2 separate regions of the Xenopus laevis genome follow, and region 2 is linked to region 1. A link is a contact called in public Hi-C data. All regions are on one chromosome and are shown on one strand. Each heading gives the region's core, a stretch centred on a gene start, on an enhancer-like site or on the middle of the called end of the contact. The rest is flanking DNA. Distances are from core to core; before and after follow the strand shown. Region 1 has its middle 45 kb from the start of LOC108702973. Region 2 holds the start of LOC108702974 (sodium channel protein type 2 subunit alpha).

Region 1 (7,201 bases), core at 1,589-4,088:
CCAGTTTATTAAAGGACCTCTTCAAATGTTTGAAGGTAGTGCCCAGTGGGCAGGAGTTATTTTTATGTTTTATGTTTTGTATACTGAAATGTTCATCCTTGGGCTGGAATGTACTGTGTACGTTTGAAACCTGGGAAAATAAACCCGTGTTTACTCCGAAGAGCCATTGTGTCACTGTTGTATTGCTCCTTTGACCTATGCTGCCTGCCTACCATTTACTAATTTCCCCAGAATTTACATGTACAAGCTAACAGTTTGTCACAATATAAAAAATGATTGTTTCCCCACCCCCTCAGGAAAGACTTGTGGCTATATCCAGCAGCAAGCCAGGGAGTGGCAGAGGTCTATTGTCTAGATTGACACGGATGTGTTGGTAGCAGAAGCACAACCAGCAGGGCTAAATATGTTAACTGCATGGATCTAATACAGTAGGGCAGAGAAAGCCTAGGAGACAGAGGGGTCCAGATCGTGGCGTTTGCTTTATTGTAGTCCCCCCTCCCCAGCCCCTCTCCTACCTTTAATTTCTCTGCCCACCACAAACTAGCAGTGGTGAGCAGGCACTAGTGGCTCTGATGGGGCAGGGGTTCCCTTCAGCAGAGGAGTGTTTGCACCAGGCCCCCAGATGATTTTTCTGTTGGGGGACCCTGTGATGTTAAGTTACGTCACTGATGGAGCAACGACACCGGTTAGCTCTTTAGAAACATGGAAATGGCTCTGTGTATGGTCCCAATGCAAAGAGGCTGCTTCCACATACTGTGTATTGTTCTGTTGTTTCCATCAAACGAACAATTATTTAAAAGTCCAGTGCTGCAAGAAATAAAAATGTCCTAAAAGCAATTCGGAAAAATGTTGCTTACACTGCAGTGGGTGCGTAAATGACATATTGGCATAGCCAATTGATGTCAATGGGAGATTTTTGGGACTAAAATGTGGTGTCAAATGCAGCGTGAAAAGCATTAACAAGCTTTATATACAGTAAAATAACCCTTTCTTACATGTACAGGTTTGAATTAAACTGCATTTTGAATTAAATGAATAATTTTGGTGTTATTTGCCCTTTTATTGTATTATTATGGTTTATTCATAATATGGTGTACAGAGATTATACATCACTCCAGTGGAGTTTACCATCTAAGGCCCCTATAACATTCACTGTGGTCATTCTTTTACCGGAGCCGCTTACAATATTTTTACTACCACCCTAGTCGCAAAAAGGGGCGATACAGCCATGGGGCAGGCAGTTAGAACATGTTCGTTAAGGGAATGTTATTAATGCAAATATGATTTGCATCAAACATATGGTATTAGCGTATTTATATTGCAAGAATAATGCGTCCACTTATCCTGTTACCAATGACATGTCTGTTGCACAGCTGAAGCTGCTGACGCTTAAGTAAAGCATAGCAAAAAAGCTGAATCATATGGCAGAGCCATGAGACGACTGCAGCATTTGTGGGGGGAAGATCTCCTGGGAAATAGAAAGCCTGCTGCTATGCAGTTCCGCACTAGCATTCCAAAGGCAGACGTCCAATGCCGTGCAGTGTACCATATGTTCCATGGCTCTGGGGAGGACTCGGAGATTGCAGGCATATAAGGAGCAGACCTTGTCTCAAGCACAACAGCGCCAGTCTCTGCTCAGGTGAATTCAATGCACAGCCCTTGGTCTGGGATTTTCTCTGCACCCACCACTGAGGGGGGGGGGGATGTAATGAAGATCTGAACTGCTGCAGAGACAGCTTCATAAAGGAAATATCAGAATAATCACTGGTGGAATCTCTATGGTCATGGCTACAAGCTGAGCTTTAAAGGGAGATGCCATAGCCATTACAGAATACATTATATCATTCTAGAAACTAAGACATCAAACACTTCCTACATTATCATCTCCATTACAGAGGCTGTGTATGTTCTGTAGTCAGGGTTATCTAACTGCAGCCCTATAGATCCCGATGAATAACACTTTCATTGGCTGATGAAGGATGCTGGGAGCTGTAGCACAATGCTGGAATGGCACAGCTTGGACTTCTCTACATTCACACAACCATTATTTAAAAGACATTTTGTCCATTAGAGTGAATGGAGGCAATTCTGCTGCTAAAACGGATACAATCCAATTGATTGAACTTTCATCGTCCCCCTTTCAAGCTAATGATGGGAGTGGCAAGTGAAATCTTTTTTTTTTAGAGGTTAGAGGGCCCCTGCCTGACAATGAATAGTAGAATGCAAATGAGATTGAAAGGGAATTGCCAATGCAGATGAATGCATCGTAAGTGATTGCACGCTCTTGTGTTCTAAAGAAACCTGTGTAGAACCTGCATATGAAATACACAGGCAGACCCCACTAACTACTACTACTGTGATGTAGATTTAATGGCACATGTGATTACACATGTGACACTTGCTGTGTAGGCAGCAGCTATTTTTAAACTACAACTCCCTTGCAGTGGGGACATGGACTGTACATATTCTGTATATAATGTCTACCGTGACCCATCAGTCCTTTATATTAGAGGCTGTACTACAGAACTGATTGCTAGCTCCTATGACTAAAGGCTTTTTCGCTCACTTCTACAGCTTTGACATGAACATTTAATGTGTGGGATCCTGTGGCACCTGCTTTCTTTCTGAAGAGCCCTACTGCACTTTTGAGCTCCATTAACCTCATCAGAGACGACAGAACATCCCCAAATCCCCCTCTATCTGCCCTCAATACACAGATTATTCTCTTGTATACACAGAAGCAGCCCCTCCCAGTGGTGGGGGAGGAAAATGAACGAGATCCCATGAGGTTTGGAGATGCTGACTCGGTGCCAGAAACCCAGCCCGTGTTATCTGCAAGAGGGCGGGGCAAGCTAATGCAGCACTGGCAGCATCACTTTCCAAGCAGCCGGGATCCCGCAGGAACGGCACAAATTGTGCGCATGTGCAGAGACCTGCTTCTCCCACACTGGTGCTACAGTGACACCAAGAGGCAGCGCGGGTAAGGCGGATTTGCTTCATTCAAGCTCTCTCGGCAAGTGTAAAAGAGAAGGTGAAATCACAATGTGGTACAACAATGCTTCGTGTACAGACAGGGCCGTGCGATAAATGCTTTATTAGTACACTATAGACCGTGTATATTCCTCTGTGACCCCGCTGCCCTTCTCTATTAGCAACATTAACCTTTCCAGTTTGGACTCCAGCTGTTGCACGTTTTTGCCTTGATATATCATGCTGGTGTTCTGGGAATTGTAGTCCAGCAAAATATGGGCAGCCAAGGTTAAAAGGATACTGTCATGGGGTTTTTTTGTTTTGTTTCTTTAAACACATCTGTTAAAAGTGCTGCTCCAGCAGAATTCTGCTCTGAAATCCGTTTCTCAAAAGAGCAAACAGACTTTTTTTTATATTCAATTTTGAAATCTGACATAGGGTTAGACATATTGTCAGTTTCCCAGCTGCCCCCAGTCATGTGCTCTGATAAATTTCAGTCACTCTTTACTGCTGTACTGCAAGTTGGAGTGATATCCCCTCCTTTTGGGTCTGGCCACACGAGCAGATTCGGGGAGATAGTCACCCCCAGCGACAAATCTCTTCTTCAGGGTGACAATCTCCCCGAACTGCCTTCCCCCTGCCCTCCACCAGCTAAAATGAAAATCGCCTGCGGCAATGCAGACGCGGCACTTCGTTTTCCGAAGTCACCCGTTTTTTGCCTCACGAGGAAACTTTGGAAAACGAAGCGCTGCGTGGGCATTGCGATTTTCATTTTAGCTGGCGGAAAGCAATTCGGGGAGTTTGTTGCCCCAAAGAAGAGGAGATTTGTAGCTGAGGCGACTAATCAACCCAAATCTGCTCGTGTGACCAAACCCTTAAGCTGGCCATAGACGCAAAGATTGTCTTTTGTCTTTATTCAGGTTCCTTGGACATTTGTAATAAAAAGTGGCCACTTCAAGCATTTGCACTAACATCTCTAATAAAGACGTCCATATGACTTTAATGTACCCACCCTATTCAAATTGACCCAAGTGTAAGAGGACTAATGAAGTATCATTAGTGATCGCTAGCGTTATTTCGCTTTGAAACGCTCGCACTGCCGAAGTAACACTAGTGAAAAGTCGCCAGCGTTCAGCGATCAGTACACAACTTCGCATTTCAGTGAAAGTGGCTTGAAGCGTTCATTGGCAACCATTTAGCCCTTTATTGAATTAGTCCCATAGACTTTAATGTGTGGTTAAGAAAATGTCAGTTTGAAAAATGACATGCAGCACATGCCACATTGACTTCAACGTGTTTGGCAAATTTTTTGCCTTTTTGTATAATTTCAGCAAAGAGAAACAGGTCAGATTCACTCTTCCTTAATCCCTGTGTCTTTAGTTTTCCATGTCCTGTAACCAAGCCAGCCAGGCACTCTAGGCAACCAGGCCAACTCTCTGCCCCACGCCACGTGCACATGTGCAGGCCCGGATTTGTGAAGAGGCGACCAAGGCCCAGGCCTGGGGCTGCAGGATTTTAGGGGGTGGCATGCTGCCCAACCACACCCACATTGGGTCAAAAACACTCGGGATGCTCAGAAGATACAATCGTTTTTTAAATTTCCCGTGCGCCAATCTGCATTGCTCCTATCCCAATAATGAAAATATGCACAAATAAAGGGGAGGGGACAGGGTCAATGAACGGCAATGGGCCAAGGGGTGCCCGTTATATAAATCCAGCCCTGCACATGTGCATGCACCATTGGCCTTGCTGCCTTGCAGTTATGGGACGCTAGTGTAGATTCCAGTTATGTATGTCTGTGTGGATGTGATAGAGGTTTGAAATATACAGTATGTATATCCACTCAGACAGGGACCACTGTGCAATCTTCAGAAAGTGCTGCAGTGTTAAAAGAATTCTGTCAGGATTTTTATGAATTTTATTTTTTTTTTTGGCAGCCATCTCAGGTCATTTTGCCTGGTCATGTGCTTTCAGAAAGAGACTTTAGGATGGAACTGCTTTCTGGCAGGCTGTTGTTTCTCTTACTCAATGTAACTGAATGTGCAGCAGTGGGACCTGGATTTTACCTGTTTTGCTGTTCTTAGTTCTGACTATATCTCAAGCCTCATGTCCGATTTCTAAATTAAATATAAAAAAAATCAGTTTGCTGAAAAAACAAATTTCAGTGCAGAATTCCGCTGGAGCGCCCTATAAACTGATGTGTTTTGAAAAATAAAAATCCCATTACCATATCCCTTTAAGCAATTCATATATGCTGAAAGAGCACATTGCTTAAACTGAACGGTAACACCAAAAATGAAAGTGCTTTAAAGTAATGCAAATATCATGTACTGTTGTCCTGGACTGGTAAAACTAATTTATTTGCTTCAGAAACACTACTATAGTTCATATAAACAAGCTGCTGTGTAGCAATGGAGAAAATTGTAAAAAGGCTATATGGCACAGGTTAAAAAGTGGATAACAGATAACATTATATTGTAAAGAGCTTATCTGCTATTGTCTCACGAGGAAATTTCGGGCGACTTTGGAAAACAAAGCGCTCCGAGTGCCATCCCGCCAGCGGGAAGGCAGTTTGGGGAGATTAGTCCCCCCGAAGAAGAGGAGATTTGTCGCCAGGCGACTAATCTCCCCGAATCTGACCCTGTGTCTCTGCCCTAAAGCAAACACAGCAGTTTTGCCAGTGCAGGGCAACACTGCATTCTATTTTTATTACTTTAAAACACTTTCATTTTTTGATGTTACTGTTCTTTTAAGTACAGCAACATCCAAACTGTAGTGTTCATTCACAAAAAGGACTGGGGTACATGGGGCCCACCAGAGAGACTTATCCCATGAGCCAACCAAACACATAAGCATGTCCAGACATAGTTATACCACCTGAGGAAGGGTGGCGGACCACGTGAAATGCGAAGAGGATCTCGGAAGTTTCCAGGCTTTTAAAGACTTTTATTTAATGTTTTTATGAATTTCTGTTTGTGCGTATCCCATTTGGGTTTCTATGTATTCCTTATTAAAACGCTATAACACTATTTTGGCGCACTTTGTTTTCAGTGGATATCCACATAGGATACACAGAAGGTCCTGATGGGAGATTGATGTTTGGCCTGGCTAAACATGCATCTGGTGAGTAGGTGATTTAGTCAGAGTGTGGTATTTAGATCACCCACACGTTTGTATGGAAAAGATTTGCACACACTTTTTGAAGCAATAATTCTGACACATATGCACTTTAATTTACTTTATTGAAGTACTGCACCAGAGGCTTGCCTTTTGCACTTCTACACAGAATTGTTGACTATACTTGTAGATCACTGCAGAAAACGGCCAATGAGCGCTCCAATGACCCCAGATATGCCAATAAGATAATTGCAGAAATGAACAATGAGCACCCCATTAACCCCAGACATCCCTGCAGAAATGGCAAACATGCACTTCATTAACCACAGCCATGCCAATACGTTAATTGCAGAACTCTCTGTTAACCCCTAACATGCCAGTAACATGGCTGCAGAAATGGCCATTGAACACTCTATTAACCCCAGACATGCCATAAAATCACTTCAGAAATGGCCAATGAGCGCTCTATACAGCAGAATCATGTTTGGCTGAATACAAATAAACAAGTACAACATAGACATCAAATGGAAAAAGTCATAATTTGTGTTAAACCCCCTCCCCCAATATTCTCCTTCAATTTGCTGCTACAAAAAAGAATACCAAATCTCATATTTGCAATTGCAGACTTGTGTGGGAGCAATCTTATACCTGGGAAAGCACTACCTAACAGGTTTCAGCTGGTACAGCCCATTTCTTTTACAATAAATCTTTGACTCACAGCAGGACTGAGTTGTTTGCAGTAGTAGAAATGTTTGGTTGAGAAAACATCTCTTCTAAATAACAATTTGCTATTATTGAATGATTTCTACATAGATAAGCATACCTCTCAATGGTCTAGTATCGACCCACTAAATTGGAAGGGTTTATGGGATAGTAGGCAGAGATTGGGGCAGATTGGGTTGTAGTTGAAAGTGGAATGGACAGAAGGATGTGGCCTGAATTGTTTTCCCGTAAGTGCAGAGACACACAGTCAGATTCTGGGATATTGGTCGCCCGGGGACAAATATCTTCTTCGGGGCGACTAATCTCCCGAACTGCCTTTCCGCTGGCGGGATGGCACTCGGAATGCTTTGTTTTCTGGAGTTGCCCGAAGTTGCCTCACGAGGAAACTTAG
Region 2 (7,201 bases), core at 3,230-5,729, 160 kb before region 1:
TGTTTAGCACAGTGCCCGTTGTTAGGTTCTATTCGCTAGTTCCTAGGTGCTTTATTCCTACTGATTCCTGTCTGATCTTTTGGTTATTTACCCTTGCCTTGCCTTGCCTTGCCTGACTATTCTGAACTCTCCAATATGATCATTGCCTGCCTGATAATTCTGACCTCTCGAAGCTGAAAGCTTGCCTGTCTGTCTATTCTACGCTCTCCAATCTTAATCCTAGCCTGTCTGACTATTCCTTGAACTCTGCCTGCATCGACCCGACCTGTCTGACTATTCTAACTCTGCTTGTGCTGGCCCGGCCTGCCTGTTCCACGTTGTGTTGTCTGGCCTATCTTCCAAGTTGTGTTTTTCCATCCAGTATCCTTGGTGAGACGATCATGCCCCTTTGCTCGTCCAGAACCTGTATCTTTGCTCCTCTCTTAGTAAGACCTGGTGGCATCCAATTAGCCGAGGCCTCCTCTAGAGGTGAAAGGCGGCTGTTAAAGGCAAAAGCAAGAGCCAAGACCAGAGAGCTTAGCACTGGTTCTGGATTTAGGGTGCATGGTTTTGTGCTTATTTTAACCTAGTATTTGTTTATTGGGGTAACATATTGACAAAAGATAGGCCTAACAGAATTACTAAAGCTCAATTTTGTTCATAATGCCTGAGAAAGCAGTTTTTTTACAATGTCCCCAGAGGGTTAATAGACTAGGCCTTAAGGAATACTGTGAAGATGTGTGGACCTACTTAAGAGGAAATTAAGCAATACAACCAAAGAGCATGTCCTGAATTTGTAGAGTATCGTCAACCACACATAATGTTTGCATTAAACATCATTAGTGAGACGAGTGCTTTCAAGTACTCTGCAAATTCAACAACAGTTACTCCTAAAGAAGGTGCATTACTGAATGTATTATCTTCCTTTTACATCTTCCTAACACAGCTGGAATTCCTTGGTGTCTGGTCATAAATGCAAATATACAGTTCCCTTCTCGGTATGATTGTGTAAATAATAAATCAGTAGATGCTGACATACCCTTTGTCTTACTTAAATCTTCACACTCCAGGTTGCATTGATCCATACTAGGGAATTCTTGTTTTTCTGGAAAGATAAACTGCTGAGATAGTAGCTATAGCTGACATTTGTTTCACTGTATTTTCCGTGGCCCTGTCCAAAAGTGACATTTAGCTACCCAAGTTAAGCAGAGGCAATCTACGCTCTGTTTATATCTCATAGATCAGATTTGCCAACAGCCCAATATTTTCCAAGAGGAACACTCTTTTTGTTTTACTCTGGCACACTTTGTGCTTTGTACACCCTACTCCCTGCTCTTTATAGCTGACAATGGTACATTAGGTGTTTGATAACTGCTGTAATTGGGTCTAAAACACAGGCAGCCAAAATGCCCTGATCCAACGGTTACCAGAGTACTATGGGAAATGGGCATCCTAAAGCTTAGATCAACACACTTGCTTGCTATTTCCCCCATCAACCCCTATATATATTTATCTGCTTTAGGCAGCATTTTAACCATAGTTCTGGATTGTTCTTCTGAAACCATAAACATAGATAAAGTAAAATTAAAGTAAAACTACACATTTTAACTATCCAGAGCCAGTGGCCTTAGGCTCCCATCTATACCAATTTCCTGGGGTCTCAGATGAGCATCAACCTATTTTTGTTCTATATGATAGGAATTATTTCTTACTGGCTAAGATGTCAAAATTCACCACAGAAGCATAACTATGAAAATACCCATTAATACCTAATGTGGCCTCTGTACACTCCTGGAGAAACACAGGATATGCTTTTTCTATAGTTACTGCTCTGTGATTGCAGAAGAAGAAGACATTAAGATAATTACTTGGGGTGGCTATTCATTCTAAAGAGAAGCACGTTTTATTTAAGAACCGTATATCTAATTTTGTTTCAAAGTTGCCCAAACCCCCACACCAGGAAATGACAGACCCTAACTTCCTTTATGGCACACACAGAGAGCATTGCACAGAAAAAGTATGGCACATACAGGGGACATGTGGCAGGCAGAGTATGGCACACAGTGAGCAAAGGGCAGACATAGTATGGCACATACAGGGGGCATGTGGCAGGCAGAGTATGGCACAGACAAGTAGTGTAGTGCAGGCAGAGTATGACACACAGGGGGCATATGGCAGGCAGAGTATGGCACACACAAGTAGCATGAGACTGGCAAAGTAAGGCACACAAAGGGAGCAAAGGTCAGGCAGAGTGTGGCACACACAAAAAATATAGGGAAAGCATATTACTGTAGCAGACAGGAAAACTTATCAGGAACACTCTAAAATGAACAGGCCATACTGTGCTACATACAGCAATTTGTATGAGTGTGAACAGGTGAACAATGTGGACAGTTTCAGTCTGGGTCTGAGGTGGGAACAGTACAGGGCTTTACAGGTGTGAACAATAGAGGTGTTACAGGTGTAAACAATGCAGGGGGGATTACATGTGTGAACAAAGCAGGATTTTACTTTCTGAATTTGAGATGTAAACAATGCAGTTAATCTCAGTACATATACCCTTTAAATTTTACACAAGGTACGTAGTCACAGCAGGCAGACTTTCACGTGGGGGGCCATACAAAGGACATCCGGCCCACGGGCCACCAGCTGGACAGCACTGTGTTAGATAACAGTGAGATGACTGGCGTAGAGCTGGCAGGACTATTTTTTTCGTTTTTCTTGCATCTGTCTTGTAGTTAGGACTTTCTAGTTATGCCAGTGGGGTTATTGTTACCTGAAAGTGGTTTATAAAACTGTGTTTTTGAAAATGTTTGTTCTTGCACAGAATGAATTTCTAATAAAATGTATGACATGGAAATGTGGCATGATCAATTCACCTTCTTTTATTAATTTAGAGCTGTATTATTATTTTGGCATTTTAAAAATGGTCTAAAAATGATTTTCAAAAATGATTGAAAAATAGTTACATTTATGTCTAAATTCAGCCCTAAAAAGTTAGCTTGGAAAAAAATGTGTAAAAAGTGGTATTGTTTTGTTATTTTGCTTCATAATTTCCTCCCCATAATTATTTTGCTAATCTGGCATAAAAGAAGAAAATACACACCTTTATAAATACTGAAGTTAATTCTTTGTAATGGATGATTTACACAATCCCCGTGCATGGCATATGTATAATTTGTGCACAACTTTATAAATATGCCTTTAGGAGTATATACCAACAGGCACTTGGTTGTGCATTCAAGGTACAATGCAAATCTAGAGCAATAACCATGCCTAGAAAATGTGGTACATGAGGGTTATCAGGCCAATAGAAAGAAATCCAAAGGAACACAGGATTGATGCAAGCAAGATTGCCTTGTGTGTTTAATGCAGAGTACAACGTTTTGGGGTCACGCCTCTTTGTGTGACCCCAAAACATTGCATATTCTCTATGGCCTTCTCTCCATCGTTATCTTCAACCTGAGATTTTCTAGATATTACTCAATTGTATTCAATAACAACCCCCCCCCCCCCAATATCCCTCTCTTAACTAACTTGCAATTTTTCAGATTAAGTCAGGAAATTCCAAACTGCAAAGTCCCAAAAGTGGTAGTGGGGGGGCTTACTCTAAAGTGGGTGTGGTTCTATGAACTATCTCTACCTTGCATCTCATCTATTTAGTAGACAAATGTAATTTAGGCACTCAGCCATGACACAAGTCCCAGTTTGGTTACCTAATCCATTACTTCAATGATCAAAGGTCTGATTTAAAACTGCAGCAAACTGTGTAACAAATATTCATGTGGATGTTCGCTATGTACAAATCACCGCCAACTGCAATAAATCAAAGCAACATTCCCTTTTTAAAAATTCAGCAGTCTTAAAGTGTGTTTGATCAATATGGCTCAGTTTGCCTGGTCAGGCTATTGGCGGCCATAGAGTTGTGTTTTGCCAGTCCCTTCATTGTCTTTCTACACAGTGTGCACACTGATGCCTATACCCATTCATTATTTCAGAGCCAGCAGAACTCAGTTTTGAAGGCAATATTCACAGCAATGTTATGGTGCAAATAGCTGTCACCCTGTCTGGGCAGCTAAACAAACTAAACAGTATAGGACAACAAACGCAAATCACAGTTCTAGCATAGGGTGTAAGCATACAAATGCGGCCTATGCAAACCTGAAGCCAAATCCAGCCCCCTAGTTTAGCAACAGCCATTATTCCTCTATTTGTCAAGAAATATCCGGCATCTCTCTATATTTTTCAGCACACACCATTAAAACAAATGCATTTTCCATTCATTATTCTATAATATCCATTACCACTGTGTTGTGTCAGCCATGCGGCAAAAAAACCCTTGCAGAAAAGCTGTTTGTTGGAAATGTGTACACTGGCAAAACAGAGGTTTGCAATTGGTCGTGTTTCCAGCAGGTGGAGCTACCGTCCATGGTTCCCTTGCAGTCCTGTATGCTTCTCTAAGCCCTTTCCTATTATATATTAACCACTGTAGAGGGATGCTCGGAGCAGGAAGCAGTGCAAGGAAAGGAGAGGCTTGTGAAGAAGCATCACAGTCTTTCTCAGTGGTTATGGATTAACCCCAAATATCATTTATTTGCTTGGGCAGTTGGAGGTTTTTGCATTTTTCTAGAGGATCTACATAGCAAGTCTTGTCATCTGTTGGTGCAGGTCTGCTGATATGATTTGCAGGGTTTCTCCTACATCAGGTAAGCAACATCTTTCCCTGCTCTACAATGCCTATTTCTTCCTTTGGCTCATGTATTGTGCATTTGTCTTGCAGCATTCTATAATTTGTTCAGGGCAGAGAAAAAATCCTATTATGTATATGGACAGTCTTGTTGCCTATTACATGATTTCTGTTTATTTATGCTGTGGGTTTCAGTCCTGACATTGAAATTGTGCCTGTCCCTGCTGCAGGTTTAGATCATCTTGTTACATTGGCGTTGAGTGGCATATTGTGGAATATTGTAAAAGGGGGTGCTATCTGATGAAAAGCTGACTAGCTGCACCAGTATTTATATGGAATATGATTTTTGTCTGCTCCCACTGGAGGTCATAATGGTTAATGTCAGTGTTCTGCGCCATCAGAAGTACAGAGCGACCCAAAGCCGATAGTGAAGGCTGCAGTCACAACACAGATGTGGTCAAGCTCTTGTTACAGTGAGATTGTTGGGGGAAACAGGGCTCATCTCCATCCCCACCCCTCTAACAATAAATTATGCTACTCTCTATATCCACATTGCTGGTATATACAGCCACACAGGATCGGGGGAAGTATCTTGGTGATGGTGACTGCCATTGGAATAATCTGGTGGGGGCCTCTGATAATTGCTTGGTGTCATCCAAGGAGGAATAATACTAAGGCTGGAGCACAGCATCCATAAAATGGTAGCTGCTGATCTTAAAGGAGAACAAGCTTCTTTTCTGTGCCAGAGGAAAATGCTGACTCGCTTATTTGTTAGCAAAGCAGCATAACGTGATCAGGGGCCTTTATTAATGCACAGTAGTCCAATATTATTATTTCTTGGGTTGTTCCATGAACAATTGTAGTGATATTTAAAAAGAAAATACAAATATACCACATAAAGTAGCAGCAATACTATTTTTAGGTCATTATTAAGAATATTCATTTGCCATGGTTGTGAACACAGACGGCTATTTCCTCTGTTGGATTTGTATATGGAAATAGGTGCCATTATTTTTGTCTATGTATATACACACGACGGAAGGCTGGGACAAGGCTCACACGATGCAGCTGCAGTGTATGCAGTAAAGATACACTCCATGCCTGTAGATGCATTTAATTCCAAGCGTTCATCTGCTCCATTAGATGGCAGTATGAGTAATGTCAATGATGCATCTTGGAGCCAATTTACCCAATATGCAGATTTCACAGCGTATTATTAAGGGATTTTTGCATATTTTTACAATGATGTAGAACTTTGTTTCATACTAAAACACATGCTGATTGGATTCTTCATTTTCTGTAATGATCCCTCATGTATCTTCAGCCAACATTCAATGCAGTGATGTTCTGTGATGTGTAAAAATTCAATTCTGGCCCCTTAAATAAATATATACAAATGATATAGCGCTGTCAGCATACCCCTTATAGGTCAACCTGCCCTACATATAGATAAAGATATAAATTCACGGTTTGATCAGAGGCCAGGAAAATATAATAACCATAGTTAAGTCTGCTCAGCACACCTTATTTTGTCCAGCTAGTCATTTTAAGTCATGCTTAGGGGGGTCTATTGACTATACTGATACCATTTTGGTGACAGTCACCACACATCAGCAGAAATTATTTCCAGGCCTCAGGTGACATGAAACGCAAAAGTGCTCGGCAAGTACATCGATAAGTGTCAGGTTTCCTTGCAGCAGCAGCCCTTATTAATATGTATGAGTGCCTTGCAAATCCATGTCAGTTATTGGTGGACAAGGCAGCTGCTATAGGTCAGAGGTTTGTGGCTGTGACAAAACATTGGTTACGTTTAATGAAAGGGCTATGGCGAGATATGTCTCAAGGACGATCTATTGCAGGTAAACCTGCAAATGATATTAAAAATATACTTGAAATTGAAATACTTGAAACCATCAAATGATTTTATATCAACTTAGGAGCTTGCACTTAAATGTAGTAGAAAATATCACTTATGAGAAAGATATAGGCCCGGTGAACTTTTAATTTGACTTTTCAAATTGTTGATAGTTGGACACGGTGTAACTTTACACAGAGCACTAATAGTTGGGCCTCGCTGTTTCTAAACTGGTGAATTTATTTTAAAAAATGTTCTTGTAAAAAAGGTCCATGGTACAGAACCAATAGTCTCCTGGAACCTAATCTCCTAATTATCACGAAAATGCTATAATCACAGAGAGAATAATCCTCTTTTAAAGGAAAACGAAACCCTACTATAGTGCTCAAATTGAGAGTAAACCCTGCTCTGCTCCAGCAATCAGTTATTGCTCGAATACAAATGGAGGTTGAGGCATGCTGGGATCTGTAATCCGGCAACATCAGGGTTGTATTTCTAAAGCATTATTGCACAATAAAACGTTTCCAAAAGGTTTCCAAAAATCTCCATATTGTGTAACAGCATTAAAATGCAAAAAAATCCTCCCAGTCTGTGTAAATATGGTTCCATGTTCTTTGTTCCTGCAACTGGAGTTGGAAGCTTTAGGCCATGGACACACATGCATTTTTAAGCCACGGTCC

The links. Hi-C and Micro-C count contacts between places; a contact is called where the count stands out from the background.
Region 2: a Hi-C map of the XL177 cell line shows a contact between it and region 1, with 5 times the contacts expected there. The contact joins the promoter of LOC108702974 here to the enhancer-like site in region 1. A contact is called at or near these places in 2 of 4 Hi-C or Micro-C datasets (the XL177 cell line and the XTC cell line).

What each region holds. Positions count from the first base shown.
Region 1 is chr9_10S:64,454,573-64,461,773 of Xenopus_laevis_v10.1, reverse strand. No RefSeq gene overlaps it. Among protein-coding and RNA genes, the nearest start is that of LOC108702973, 45 kb to the right of the region's middle. Within about 2 kb of position 2,838, at least 5 of the 7 cell types and tissues checked have an H3K27ac peak or open chromatin away from gene starts, as enhancers often do.
Region 2 is chr9_10S:64,611,866-64,619,066 of Xenopus_laevis_v10.1, reverse strand. LOC108702974 (sodium channel protein type 2 subunit alpha) reads left to right here and starts at 4,479. Exons shown (of 27, transcript XM_018238837.2): 1 at 4,479-4,685.